Linked DNA regions of Mus musculus: regions 1 and 2 are each linked to region 3. Evidence: chromatin contacts called from public HiChIP or PLAC-seq data. All regions are on one chromosome and are shown on one strand. Each heading gives the region's core, a stretch centred on a gene start, on an enhancer-like site or on the middle of the called end of the contact. The rest is flanking DNA. Distances are from core to core; before and after follow the strand shown.

Region 1 (2,924 bases), core at 292-2,791, 170 kb before region 3:
TTATTTACAATAAGCCTTAATCAGTACTAGAGCTGGGCAGATATCTACCCTCTATACTATTAGAATTTACTTTCCTATGGATAGCCCTGAGTTATTATCTATTTCGTTTCATCTGGGCTGCTCTTCAATTGGTGAGCTGTCAGGGCCATGCTTTCTGGATTCCTAATCCATGGTGTCTTTTCTCCTCCTCTGTCTTCTTCTCTCTCCCTTCGTGGTCTTCTTCACATCAAGGCCAGGAACATCAAGTCTTGTCTATCTCAAATCTGCTCAACTATAGGCTGTAGGCATCTTTATTTACCAATCAGAAATAACTTGGGGGCAAGGTCACAAAGTGTCACTTGGGTCTACATGTGGACTCTTCTCTCATCTCTGGGGCAACCAGGTCTCAGGAGTCCACATTACAATATGTAGCAACAGACCAAATGTCATCATGCATAAAAATTCAGATTTAACTAAAAAACAGAAATAACTAGCAATAATATTATCCTCAGGCATTTTACAAGTCCAGCATAAAAATGTTATGATTAACTAATTAGGTTGGATTTTTTTAATTAATTATTTCTTAGCCTTACTATTTTGTTACATGTGGGTAAGATCCTTTGAGAGTTTATATTTTCTTTCTGCTGAATTCTCCAGTTGAATACCTGGTCATGTCTTCACATTTTAACTTAAAATTTCAGAGGAAAGATTGTTTAGCTTTCTGAAGGCATAGCATGAACAATCAAATAACTGTTTGCAGGAAAACAGCCTCGTTGTCTTCTGGTACCAGTTGGTCTTATGTCGACTTGTCTTCTGTCTCCTATCTTATTTGTAGTAGTTTGGAATGAGAAACACACACTAATAATGTTTTACTGCAGCTTAGCTATGCATTAGAATCTTTCTTGCTTTTTTAACTTGGGCTTCTGAGAAACTGATAGTTTACATAGGTCAAATCCATTGTAATTCTTTAATATAGAAATCATAGATCCTGTATGGAAATGTTCTTGTTTGTTCTGATACTGATAATATATGTGATATTCTAAATTATGACTTAGTTGAATATAGTTTGTGATCCTCAGAGGTTACTGAGTGCATAAGTAAATGTTTATTATTATCACATATTTGGCTCTCTAGATCCCTTCCTCAAGAAAAGTGCTTCCCTTAGGCGAATGCTTAATTCAGGTGGCTGTTCCTTAAAATATTTCTGATTTATACTAAAAATTATTGGTCTCGAAGAAATTTGCAAGTCCTTAAAATTATATTGACAATTTCAGTTGTATACCAATTCTTGTTTTGGTGTTCAGTAGCTGTTTAACTCATCAGCATGCAGAACCAAGTGTTGGGGCACTATATTTCATACAAGGAGGAAATGACCTTCGTGATGTGAATCGAGTACTCTTGTAGTAACAGAAAGCCATGTGAGTTTTCAAAAAGAAAATCTTAACAAAATGTAATAGAAAAATATGAAATGAGTCAGATGAGTAACTCTAAGATGTATGGTTTTCAAGTTAGCCTGTTCTTCAAAGTCTCACCCCTAAGACTTGCTTGGTGGTGTTAGCACCAAGGAGAAACCACAGCTGGCATATTGCCTTTATGCTGTTTGAAAAATGACTCTTTGTTTTCAAGAATGTAAAGGAGTGGTAGATCTATTTTAAAAACTGATGTCTAGGAAAGGGTTTTGCTTGCTTTTACACTAAAATATTTTCTTAAGTATTATACAGTTTTTACCCAAATGTAAACAGTTAAATTATGAAGAGGAAAAAAGCATCATCCCAACATAGAAATTATAACTAGGACAAAAACGGCATTACAGAAAGAAGGAAAGCCCATTTCTTAGAGCAGAGGACATTCCATTGTTACATTTTAAGAAATGACTTACAGTTATTATGCTTTACAGTTTATTAACATAGATTCATGTTTGAAGAATTTGATATGAAATAGTAATATAGAGAAGGAAAATGAGAGAATGGAAGGGAAAAAAAAGCTAATCTGAAAGAAAAACAGAAATGGCACACCTGAAAAAGGAGGATATCTTTCTGTCTGTCTGTCTGTCTGTCTGTCTGTCTGTCTGTCTGTCTGTTTAAGCATGGTCTCTTTCCGTGCCATTGGCTGACCTGGAACTCACAGAGATTATTCTGTCTCTATCTCCCGAAGTTGGGATGAAAGACCTGTGAACCACAATGGCTGAGAATACCTTTTTTATTTATTTATTTTTTTAATTATATAACCTTACTGAAAACCATGTTTGTAAAGCAAGCTAAAATCTATTTGAATTACCTGTGAAGACAGCAGGAAATCTTTTGTTTCAAACAAATTTTTTGTTTATTCAGAAGTAGTTTTAACATAGATCTAAATGCCAGTGGTACAGAGAAAGGTGGGGGAGGATCAGAAAGGAGGAAGGGAAAAAGATATAGATCAGAATCATTTGAATTTACTTTTCTTTTTACTAGCTTAAATTTCCAAACTACCATTAAGAATCAGTGTTGAGCCAAGGGTATATATATGGATTATTGGAGGGCATTTGCCTATCGTGTTTAAGGATCTCTGAGATTAATTTCCAGTACCACAAAATTAATTACTCAATTTAAAAATTAAGCTTTTTTTTTTTTTTTTTTTTTGCAACCATCCCAAATTTATAGTCTTCCTTCACACTGTGTCTCTAGCTTGTCTCTTGGCTAGACACATATTTTCTCTGTGGAATCCTATCAGAGAATGGCATTCTTAATTGGTTTCCCTATAAACTATTTTTTTGGTGTCCTGGTAAACCCATACTGCTTCTCAGATAAAAGCATTTAAATATTTTTAAATTAAGACTATTAGTAGTGTGATTATTTTATTCTATACATGGAAGTGTTTTACCTGTATGTATGTATGTTATGTCTGGGCACCATATCCTGGTGCCATTGAAGTTCAGGAGAGAATGTGCAGACCCACTAAGACTGGAG
Region 2 (2,789 bases), core at 262-2,761, 210 kb after region 3:
CTGGTGCATAGACATTTAAGCAGGCAAAACACCCATACATACAAAACAAAAAGGGGAACGTTGTCTTTGTAAGAATGCAGAGAAATACACTACATAATTATTTGTTAGCCGCAAAAATAACCACGGGACTTTGGGAAACAATGGCTGCTTTTAGACGAGAGCTGGAAGAAAAATGTTAATTTTTTACCAACTTAATATTTTGGGGATTAAACATCAATTTAATGTAGCATTTTATATTTAGCTATGTATGTCCCATGAGATGAAAAGTCACCAATTTGGTAAGGTGCTTCATTGGCAAACAGCTTTGGAAGACCAAAAGACCTACCAAAGGGAAAGAGAGGAGCGTCCTGCCTCCCCAGGCCTTCAGTTGCCCATGTCAGTGAAAGGCATGTCTATCTCCTCTGTAGCCCTCAGCCTGTCGCTCATTTGCAACGTGCGCTTCAGAGAGAAACATGTGCATGTCCAGGACCGTTGCCAGGTATGTATTTAAAGTGGGAAGGAGCAGAGATGGGTTTATCCTGGAAGCTTTACTGCTTCTGGGTTGGCGCATCACAGTACGGCACATTTTCTGTGAGAAGATCTTTCCTGGGGACCAGTTCTAAAAGGAACAGAGAAATGAGCGGTTAAGACGGTTAGAGCTCCAGTCACTACTTATCTTAAAGTAGACCTGGGGCCGGCACATCCGTCTCCCCAGCAGTTCTAACCGTGAGTTGTGTAATTTGGGAAGCATGCACTATTCTACAGACATTTTATTTCAGCTGATGTCTGAGGTGACTATGTGAGTCTAAATGGAAACATTTAATACGATCTTCATTCGTGTTACAAAAAACATATACAACCAAATCCTTTATCATTTCATTAAACACAACTAATAAATGACTGAATGGAATTAAGCTAAAAACACACTAATCTGTCAATGGCTCTTTAAAAATGTCACCTATGAATGATTTTTGAGACAGGATCTCATGTAGCTCTGGCTAGCCTTGAACTCCCCATGTAGCTGAGGCTAACCTTGAACTCTTGATTCTCTAGCCTCCACTTCCCAACAATGGGGTTACAGGTGTACCACACCATGCCTGGATACTTGAAAAATTTTATAGAAAGCAAGACATCACTCTCATAATTCAGACATTCCAAATTTATAGAATGATTCCCCTCCCCTCCCACAACTGCCCTTCTCCTTCCCTCCCTTCCTTCTTGTTCCTGGGCCTTGGGAACCCAGGGCCTCACAGGCTGCAGAGTGTATACTCTACCACTGAGCTACACCCTGTCCCCTAGAACAATGGCTCCTCACCGAAGGAGTCTTCAGATATACCACTTAGGGGATGCTACCAAAAATTTACTGGGCAGGAGCCAAGGATGCTAACTGTGGTGTGAAAGACAGTCTGGGGCAGAGAGGGTTATACTTCATGGCAGAGTGACAGCAGTGTCTCCACTGAGACACACAGTGACAGTGGTGTCCCCACTGAGACACACTGCTGAACAGCCAACTGCTGACTGCTAGGCAAGACAGCGTTGGGGCCTCAGAGATTACTCATCGGTTAAAGTGCTTACTACAGGAAGAGTTCAGATCCCCTAGGAAGATGAGCCTTGTCAGGGAACTGAGTGCCGAACCAAGAAACCCTGCTTCAATGAAACAAAAAAGAAGGCGGGCAATTCCCACTATTAGGTTCAGGGGTGCACATGCACCCATACACACAGAAAAATGGAAAAGGAAAAAAAAAGAGAGAAAGAGAAAACTGCCCACATCTGCTGACGTGTGCCTATAATCCCAGGAATCATGGGCAAAGGCAGTGAGACCTGCACTCAAGTCCAGCCTGCAGTACATAGCGTGGCCATGGCTGGTCTGCACTGTGGTGAGACCCTGTCTTAAAGGCCCTGGGTCTAATACTCAATACTGAAAAACAATTAAAAAGAAAAAAGGCAGTGAGATACATCACCCACCCCCCTTTCTTGGGAAGAGCAGGACCCAGCTAGGCCATCCTCACAGCCTCAATGTGATGGCTCACATTTGTAATCTTAACAGTTTGCAGGATAAGACAAGAGGATCGCCGTCACTGTGAACAGAGTTTGAGCTATACAATGAGTTCCAGACAAGCCTAGTTAAACCTGTCTCAACAAAAGCAGGGTTGGAGATGTGCCTGGATTAGTAAAGTGCCTGCCTCCATGCACAAGGCCCTGTGCTCACTCAGCCCAGCTGCTGTGGTGGGACATACTTCTAATCCTGGCACTCAGGGTAGAGAAAAGAGAATCAGAAGTCAGCTACCCAGGGAGTTTAAGCCAGCCTGGGCTATATGAAATTCTGTGTCAAACAAGAGAGCAAATGCCCCCCTAACCACTCTTCCCAGAGCCTGCCTACAATCTTTAGAGGTAGTGATGAAAGATAAGTAACTGCTCCAGACTCAGGAAACTCAGCAGCACCCTGGACCACAGGGGAAAGGGGTTCCTCCTACTAGAAAGGGCATTGTTAACTGGGTAGTGGTGGGTGTGCCTTTAGTCCTAGCACTCGGGAGGCAGAGGCAGGCAAATCTCTGAGAGGCCAGCCTGGTCTACAGGGTGAGTTTCAGAACAGCCAGAGTTATACAGAGAAATCCTGTCTCAAAAAACAAATAAACAAAACCAAAACAAAACACCAAAGAAACAAACAAAAAAACAAAGGGCCTTATTAGGAGGAAAGAAAAAATTTAAACAATGGTATTCCATGAATCCCCTAGTTTTGATAATTAAACTATAGTTAAGGACTGTCCTTCATATTCAAGGAATGTGCATTCAGGGGACAGGGCATGATG
Region 3 (2,700 bases), core at 149-2,648:
ACTGAATAATAGAGCCAGGTCTCATTTTACATGTTTTTTTTTTTATTGTTGTTCAAAGTTAACTTATAACTATCCTTTTAAAAAGATTATAACACCTTTCTTTTCCTCTATAGCTTGACTCATGGTATGTCATTTTAAATGGCACTGTAGAAATTAGTCATCCAGATGGGAAAATAGAAAATCTCTTCATGGGAAATAGTTTTGGGATTGTCCCCACGCTGGATAAGCAGCACATGCATGGAGCTGTCAGGACCAAAGTCGATGATTGTCAGGTACGCCTGCTCTGCTCGGTGCTCTCTCTCCTTAGTGATGAAAATGGCGGAGCTGCTTTTCTCTCTCTTGCTCAAAATTAAACAGCATTAGTTGAGAATTAGGATTTTCTATAGCCTGCAGTTAACAAGAGAAAGTAGATTTTATATTTTTCTCAAATTTTGTTGACTTGAGCAAAGTATAAATTTTTAAGAGAATGTTTCAAATAAATGTTGGTTTGTTTGAGCATTCAAACTCTTATTATCCAGTTCAGGCTGTTTTCAAAAAAGGAAGGAAATAGGAACTTGTGAGTTGTTTGTTTCTAACTTACTCCTGCTTCATGATTTCTTTGCATAGTGTCTGTTTGAGAGAAGTGGATGTTCACTTCTCCTTTTAGAGCAGAATTCAGAAGATTCCACTTTGGTCTCTGTGTGAATTGTTTACCTTGATTTTTGTTTAGAGTTAACAAAATTGAATGAGAAAGAGCTTATGCCGCTTGATTTCTTGCCGTTGTGCTCTGCCTTGGTGCATAGTGATGTGTTTATGTACTATAGGTTCCTTAACTGTCCCCATGTTATTCTTGGACAGTTTGTCTGCATAGCTCAACAAGACTATTGGAGAATTTTAAATCATGTGGAAAAAAATACTCACAAAGTTGAGGAAGAGGGAGAGATTGTCATGGTACATGAGCACCGTGAGCTAGACCGGAGCGGAACCAGGAAAGGACACATTGTAATCAAGGTGGGTGTTTTTACTTTTTGTTCTAGAAACTGCATTCAGATCTTTCATCTTGCTTTAAAAATAGGCTTTAGACCACTTTTATGAGTAATGTAAAATTCTTCACTAGCTTGTTGATGTCTAATTGTTTCTTACACATCTGAATGATAAGGGGTAATTATTGCCATTTAGTATCCAAATTGATATAATATTATTTTAGATTATACTGATCAAATCTTATTTTTTTACATATGTAAGACCTTGATAGTGGGTGTTAGCAAGAAGAAAGCAAGCAATTTTAGTGGGGAGACAGGAAAAGGAAATTTAAAGACTAGCCACAAACACACAGAGTCCACAGTGAAGGTGCAGAGCTCTTGTTAGCTTGAAATGAGCTGTGGCTTCTCTGAACCTTTCTTTAAATTGAAAACGGAAGAGATACAGGAAGTGAAGTTATGACTGAGTGAGGAAAATCTGGAGTTTTAGTATTATTACACTCAACACAGCAATCTCTGTATTTCCTTCTCTGTATCTCCAATATTCTTTGTCATTCCAGTCTCTATGAAGACCCCCTAGATATAAAGTAAGTCAAGTATAATTGAAACTAAAATACACGTTTCTCTTTTTAAGCTAGCCTTATTTGCAAAATATGTCATTATTAATTGGCAGATGGACAACTTAATAGCATAGAGAGGAAATACAAGTGATGCCATGTCAGTTTTTTCCTGGGAATTGAATTCTTAGAACTGTCTCTTAGTATAAGTTTTGTGTGCAGAAAAGGTGAGTATGGCTGGGTATGGTGGTTACACACCTGAATCATTCCCACACTAAGATAGAAGCAAGAGAATCCTGAGTCCAAGAGTAGCTTCAGCTGTATAAAGCAAGTTCAAGGCCATACTCAGCTATATGAAATTGTCCCCCCCACCCCCAAAAAAAGAGAAAAGAAAGGAAAACATAAATAGAATACATAGACTAATTCATATTATCATTTTGTCTTTGGCAAAGACCCCTGTATTTTAATAATTTAAAACTTATAGAAAAGTTTAAGAAATAAAGTAGGGAGATGGCTCAGTTTAGTTAGGGCTTATCAGACAAATGCAAATATAGGGACCTGAGTCTGTCAGAACTCATATAAAAAAAAAATCTGGGCACATTGATGTGTGCCTGTAATTGGAGCAGTGGGGAAGCAGAGGTGACCAGCCAGCCAGCTGAATTCATGAGTTAGGGGTTTGGGCTGAGACTCTGTCTTAAAACATAGTGGAGAATATTTGAGTAAGATATCCAAAATTGACCTTTGGCCCACACATACCCATGTACACATGAACAATAAGAAGTTTCAAGAATAATACAGACAGCTCTAAGTTGCATCGGCCCCTTTTACATCAGTCTTCTTTTGAATTGTTTGAGATAGTTTACAAATACAATGTCTCACCATTCCTAAAGCAAAAGTTTTCTTACATAAACACCATAGAGTTCTCCAATAATGGAAGGACACATTGTTAAGATAATACAGTCAATTTGAGGTCCCTAGTAAATTCTCACTAGTGGTTCCAGTAATTTATTTCTTGTCTGGATTCTCATCTAAGAACGTAGTTGTATTTCATTGTTGTGCCACTTTGGACCACTCCAGTTGCCTGATCTTCTTTTGTTATTCATATCCCCAGCAGACTTAAAGAATCTTATATCCTGTCACATTTACCCATGGCCAAACTACACTCATGTTTTCCATAAAGGAAT

What was found. HiChIP or PLAC-seq counts read pairs in DNA pulled down with a chosen protein or histone mark.
Region 1: a BATF HiChIP or PLAC-seq map of CD8 T cells shows a contact between it and region 3, with 5 read pairs. The contact joins two enhancer-like sites. A contact is called at or near these places in 2 of 39 promoter capture datasets (the 3T3-L1 cell line and liver), 3 of 115 datasets of contacts at active chromatin or transcription factors (CD8 T cells, effector CD8 T cells and memory CD8 T cells) and 3 of 9 other capture datasets (adipose tissue, liver and pancreatic islet).
Region 2: a contact with region 3 is called in an H3K4me3 HiChIP or PLAC-seq map of bone marrow-derived macrophages, with 4 times the contacts expected there. The contact joins two enhancer-like sites. A contact is called at or near these places in 1 of 15 datasets of contacts at CTCF or cohesin (CD8 T cells), 8 of 484 Hi-C or Micro-C datasets (ECoMG myeloid progenitors, the HPC-5 cell line, bone marrow-derived dendritic cells and 4 more), 5 of 115 datasets of contacts at active chromatin or transcription factors (bone marrow-derived dendritic cells, bone marrow-derived macrophages, effector CD8 T cells and 2 more) and 2 of 9 other capture datasets (liver and pancreatic islet).

What each region holds. Positions count from the first base shown.
Region 1 is chr11:54,453,155-54,456,078 of GRCm38.p6, forward strand. The region is part of intron 1 of Fnip1 (folliculin interacting protein 1); the gene reads left to right. It overlaps LOC115487771 (a long non-coding RNA gene), which reads left to right. Exons shown (of 2, transcript XR_003949675.1): 2 at 1-2,924. Among named protein-coding and RNA genes, the nearest start is that of Fnip1, 16 kb to the left of the region's middle. Within about 2 kb of position 1,542, at least 6 of the 459 cell types and tissues checked have an H3K27ac peak or open chromatin away from gene starts, as enhancers often do. A contact at or near this core is called in CD8 T cells, where this site is marked.
Region 2 is chr11:54,840,605-54,843,393 of GRCm38.p6, forward strand. Lyrm7 (LYR motif containing 7) reads right to left here. Exons shown (of 5, transcript NM_029327.5): 5 at 1-598. The coding sequence ends at 528. Among named protein-coding and RNA genes, the nearest start is that of Gm31490, 18 kb to the right of the region's middle. Within about 2 kb of position 1,512, at least 10 of the 459 cell types and tissues checked have an H3K27ac peak or open chromatin away from gene starts, as enhancers often do. A contact at or near this core is called in bone marrow-derived macrophages, where this site is marked.
Region 3 is chr11:54,625,748-54,628,447 of GRCm38.p6, forward strand. Rapgef6 (Rap guanine nucleotide exchange factor (GEF) 6) reads left to right here. Exons shown (of 29, transcript NM_001252494.1): 10 at 114-272; 11 at 838-990. Among named protein-coding and RNA genes, the nearest start is that of Rapgef6, 100 kb to the left of the region's middle. Within about 2 kb of position 1,399, at least 34 of the 459 cell types and tissues checked have an H3K27ac peak or open chromatin away from gene starts, as enhancers often do. A contact at or near this core is called in CD8 T cells and bone marrow-derived macrophages, where this site is marked.